2 separate regions of the Hordeum vulgare genome follow, and region 2 is linked to region 1. Evidence: chromatin contacts called from public Hi-C data. All regions are on one chromosome and are shown on one strand. The core of a region is the stretch at or near the end of the contact, and the rest is flanking DNA. Distances in the headings are between cores, read along the strand shown.

Region 1 (2,700 bases), core at 120-2,619:
TGTACTTTTTGTGAAAAGTTTTTAGTAAATGCTCATGACTTCCATTTTCTCTGCTAATTTATGTCGCCCATTCAACCTCCTTTTGCTGATAAAAGTTTTGCACATGCAGGAGGCAGCATGCCACACAAGCAACGGCAGAGGGCGTGGGAGGGGACGCGGGAGAGGTCGCCGTGCCGGGCGTGGAGCTGAGAGGGAGATTGAACACCATGAATTAGCTCGCACTGAATTTAGCAACCCAGGCCACCTAAAGGTAGAGACTGGAGATGGTTTTGACACAACTGAAACCAAGGAGCATACCCCTTTGAGCAATGCCAGGGCCTCCTTAAGGAACATTGACTTGAACTTAGATCTTGCTGACTATGAGGAGGATACAGTGGCACCGCAAGCCGATCCTGCAGCTCCGGTGGTGATCGTGGCGTCGCAAGTCCAGACTTCAGGGCCGTCGGTTTCACTGTTGAAAGAAGTGGAGACCAAGGATCTCCTGGGCTGGCAACTGCCTGAGATGAACAAGATGGCCTTGGATCCGGTCCAGTTTGCGCTGTCGTCAAACCATAGATTAGAGGAGGAGGACGAAGACTATGACAATGAAGAATGACGGTGACTCCAGCGTGGATTTAGTAGGTAGACATGACATGATGTACATCCTAGCAGGCCCAGCTTGACAATGTAGTAGCAATTCTCTTAGTAGTATGTGTACCCGCAGACGCTGCAGAAGTAATTTAGGATGTCACATATGTTGATGGCTCAGTAGCCAGTAGTAGCTATAGTATCTTTTGTGTAGCAACCATATAACTAGACAGGTTCACCGGTTGTAAATCACGGCCGCTCTTAGATCAGATGGTATGTCGCAATGCTTATGCTTGTTAGCTGTGGATTTTTCTCTCTTGCTTTGGTGGTTAATGCTGACAATCTTGTGTTGTTTCTGTGATGCAAGAGGTCCAGATATTTTGGAGGTGAATTGCAAACTACTCCCTCCGTCCCATCTCACGTAATATGAGAGCGTTTTTGACACTTGGGACAGAGGGAGTATAAGTCAACGTGTCTGATAGTAGGTGAAAATACTGGGAACTCAGCATGTTCCGTTGGGAAAATCAGAGCAACTACATGAGGTAGGGAGCAGGTTTATTTCATCATATTACGCCAGTATCCAGCGAGGCTGGCATGTTGGATAGGCTCGAGCCACAAGCTTCAGCTTACATATAAGTATATAACATACTAGCATTATCTACATCTTTTCATTAGGCGGCCGGCTTGAATTCCTGGAGCTGCTTGAAGTTCTCCCAGGCCTTCTCCCACACCTTGGCCTCGTAGAGCTTCTTGGCGCCGCCTTCCTTGACCTCGATGGTGAAGTAGTGCATGCACCCGGCCACCACCTGCTGCCTCACCTTCACCAGCCTCTCGAACTCCAGCAACGCGTTCTGCGCCCAAAACAGAATTAACAGGTCAGCCACTACAGTTAATCGTATCAGATGACTTTGGGATCGATCGGGCGGGCGGGGATGATCTTACGGCCTTGGCGTTGTGCTCGGCGACGGCGAAGCGCGCGAGCTCGATGGTCTCGAGGTCGTTCTCCCGCCCCGCCGGCGCGTCCTGGACGCCGCCCAGCAGCACGCCGCGGCCGCGTAGCCCACCGCCCTGCGCCGCCTCGGCCATGGCTGCCGTGCGTCCGGAGGGTTGCGCTGAGCCGAGGGAGGAGTGCACGACGGATTGGCTGCTGATGAGGGTCTGAGAGAGAACAGATCTATTTCCGTGAGCCAACACGATGTTTGATCGAGCGGAGTGGGGGTCGGGACTTTATAGCGACATGTGGAGTCTGGGGGCGGAAGGATTCCGTTTTTGTGCGACGTGTATTTTTTTCGGGGGCGCGACAGCTATGGGCGATGGGCGGAGCGCTGGCGCTGTGCGCCGACGCGACGGACGCGGTACGCAGCAGCGCTGGTTGTGCGATGGCGACGTTGCAATGCTTAGCTCTGAAGGCAAGTGCTGGCGAAGCATAAGCACCTCTAACCGATTCTCTAATAACCGGTTAGAAAATTAAAATTTCGGTTTTATTTCTCTAACTGGCACTTAGCCATCCCCAATTCGTTGTAATGGAGAATAAATTATTCTCAGCCGCGTATCCTTTTTTTTTTAAATATACTCCATTGTTCGGCGGCCGAGTAAAAGCCACGTCTCTTCCTCGCGTCGCCTCCTGTCACTGCAACTTCGTCGGCTTCGCCGCTACATCGTTGCCTTTCTTCACACCCGTTGCCCTTCTATTCGACGTCGAGTCCGTCTAGCCCTGTCATCGGAATATTGCGGGCGTCAACGATCAGCAGTACTGAGCTACGGAAAGTCTATCGAATTATAGCTACGGAAAGTCTATTGAAAGGACCTAATCAAAGGCTACTACAGCTATAACTGACCCGCCTATGGAATCTATTGGCTTGGCTGAACCGACGTGAAATGAAAGAGAGGAAGGCGGAAGCTATTGACAAATAGAGGGGGGATGTTCTCCGTGTCTTTTAGCTCTCACTAGATGACAACTTGCTTACTTTTCACTTCTTCTTAAGCTAGGTGAAACATTGTCCTCGTTGTTGATTCGTCGGATTCCGGTGACAGGGTTGGAGGGTCATTGGAATCAAGGTGAAACACATCGTCGTAGTTTGGCCGCATACACATCAACCGTGATAGAGTGAAGGGTCATGCAAAGATCATGAG
Region 2 (2,700 bases), core at 12-2,511, 130 kb before region 1:
AATTTCGTAAGTTATGGGATGCTTTTGTTGAATCTCGTGAGCGTGACAGGTTGGTTATATCGATGGGGAGAGCAAGCAGATATTTTACACGCAAAACCATATATTTCTGGGCTTCATCCAAAAGGATATTATAGGCAAGTCAGTCCATATTGTGATTAGAATACATTTGCAAAGTCAACAAAGGCATGTGTCCCTCCTTGTGGCGACACTGTTCCAAGGGAGGCAGGGGAAGGAGAAAATTATACTATCTGTTTTACAAAGGGATTGTTTTTTTTCCCCTCTCTTTTGGCGGTAGCAACCGAAGATATCTCTATCTACTGTAGTTCCTATATAGAATGTTCATATACTGATGTTTCCATGTCAAGTCATTCGGTCATAATTAAGAAACAACGGCCGGCGAGCCAAGCCAAGCCAAGCCAAGCCAAGCCACAATCAAATTTAACTTCAGTTGTTTTGGGTTTATTCCCTGACAGACGTTTAGGAAATCTAAGTAGGGGCGACTGGTCGAAAACACCATGCATATGAAGGCTAACTTGGTTCAGGCGGGGAATATCTGAGCATGCTTTGTACTCCAGTAGATACTTGCATGAACTGTATATCTATAAAATTACCGTCAGAAAAAAATATTAACATGCAGTCTGCATCAAAGATAAGGATAAGAAACTATAGAGTCGTCCCGCAAACAAAAGCTATAAAGCCAACTATGTTGAGCTGGGTCCATCTCAAATACTCAATCTTATCTGACATGCATCCCATCTACAACAAGATAAAATTGCCAGTATATCTTTCGGTGCATATGTAAGTTCCTAGGTATCCATCAAATTGAGATTGGAGCACAGCCAGTATAAATATTTTCACATGCACAAGGTAATTGATCATGACGACGTACCGGAGGCAGCATCGACGAACTCGCCGTTGATGAAGAGCTTGGTGTGCTTGATCTCCGGCACCACCAGCGTCTGCTTCCAGCCGTCGTTGCTCCCCATTGTGATGCGTGTCTCAACTCAGCAACACAAGCTTGCTATTCTCTACCGGAGAAAAGTCTTGTACGACTTGAGTTGCTTATATAGAGATGGCTCTGGTTTCAGGCTACGGCGTTTCTTCTTTGAGAACAGTCTGGCAACAGCTTGGTCAAGTACTGTGATGGGACTTGAAAACTCTCTTGTCCTCCACCTTGTATTATCAGTTGTATGGCTGCTAGCGCGTGGGGCGGAGACAGGGGGACACTTTCTCCTATACGTTATGGCCGACTAATGACTTTATTAACGACAGCCCAGCTTGATTTTGGGGCTATATGAAAGGTAAACGCTGCCGGTCGCGCGCCTTGCTGGTAGGTTCATGCAATATTTCGAGCGCCTCGCTGGTAGGTTCATGCAATATTTTTTCGTCAAATTTGCTGCAACCATGTGTTATTTTCATACAAACGTTTTTCATATAGCCTTTTTCCGGTTTAAATTTGTTGCAACCAACGTTCATATTTGCTATAAACGTTTTTTATTTACTATATTTGTCCAGCAAAAAAGTTGCATATACGTTTGGTTGCAACTCGAGTTTGTTGGATTTTTGCTACAACCGGCGTTTTGATTTTTGCTACAATTTTTGCTACAACCATCATTATTTTTTGCGGCAACACGTCACGTAGATATTTGCTACAACCGGCGTTTGACTTTTGCTACCACGCATCATCTTCTTCGTATTTTTGCTACGATCACGTAGATATTTTTTTTGCCACAATTTTTTTGTTGTTGCAACCGTTGACGAAAATTGACGATGCGCATGGGAAATTGTTCCAAGGTTGATGCAATCGCCGTCGGCACAGTTTCACTTCAGTTAGCATCAGGATTAGTTATGAACTTAAATAATTATTATTTAGTGCCTGCCTTAAGCATGAACATTATATCTGGATCTAGTTTATTGCGAGACGATTACTTGTTTAAGTCAGAGAATAATGGTTGTTCTATTTCTATGAGTAATATCTTTTATGGTCATGCACCCATTGTGAGAGGATTGTTCATATTGAATCTTGATAGCGATGATACACATATACATAACATTGAGACCAAAAGATGTAGAGTTAGCAATGATAGCTTCATGTTTTTGTGGCACTGCCGCTTAGGTCATCTTGGTGTAAAGCGCATGAAGAAACTCCATTCCAATGGACTTTTGGAGTCACTTGACTTTGAATCACTTGACACGTGCGAACCATGCCTCATGGGCAAGATGACTAAGACTCCGTTCTCTGGAACAATGGAGTGTGCAAGTGACTTGTTGGAAATCATACATACCGATGTGTGCGGTCCGATGAGTGTGGAGGCGCGCAGCGGATATCGTTATTTTCTCACCTTCACTAACGATTTGAGTAGGTATGGATATATCTACTTGATGAAGCACAAGTCTGAGACGTTTGAGAAGTTTAAGCAATTTTAGAGTCAAGTTGAAAATCATCGTAACAAGAAGATCAAGTTCCTACGTTCTGATCGTGGGGGTGAATATCTGAGTTTCGAGTTTGGTGCTCACTTAAGACAATGTGGAATTGTTTCACAGTTGACACCGCCTGGAACACCACATCGTAATGGTGTGTCCGAACATCGTAATCGTACTTTGTTAGAAGTGGTGCGATCTATGATGTCTCTTACCGATTTGTCGTTATTGTTTTGGGGTTATGCATTAGAAATAGATGCATTCACTTTAAATAAGGCA

The links. Hi-C and Micro-C count contacts between places; a contact is called where the count stands out from the background.
Region 2: a Hi-C map of leaf shows a contact between it and region 1, with 6 times the contacts expected there. The contact joins the promoter of LOC123444008 here to the promoter of LOC123443981 in region 1. A contact is called at or near these places in 4 of 6 Hi-C or Micro-C datasets (leaf and seedling) and 1 of 1 datasets of contacts at active chromatin or transcription factors (embryo).

What each region holds. Positions count from the first base shown.
Region 1 is chr1H:447,065,591-447,068,290 of MorexV3_pseudomolecules_assembly, reverse strand. It overlaps LOC123443981 (cytochrome c-type biogenesis CcmH-like mitochondrial protein), which reads left to right and starts at 1,369. Exons shown (of 4, transcript XM_045120584.1): 1 at 1,369-1,442. LOC123443999 (cysteine proteinase inhibitor) reads right to left here and starts at 1,864. Exons shown (of 2, transcript XM_045120596.1): 1 at 1,510-1,864; 2 at 1,106-1,418. The coding sequence starts at 1,653. The coding sequence ends at 1,239. LOC123443976 (transcription regulator complex subunit bur6-like) reads left to right here. Exons shown (of 6, transcript XM_045120560.1): 6 at 110-855. The coding sequence ends at 595.
Region 2 is chr1H:447,198,515-447,201,214 of MorexV3_pseudomolecules_assembly, reverse strand. It overlaps LOC123444008 (aldehyde dehydrogenase family 2 member C4-like), which reads right to left and starts at 1,261. Exons shown (of 9, transcript XM_045120607.1): 1 at 890-1,261. The coding sequence starts at 986.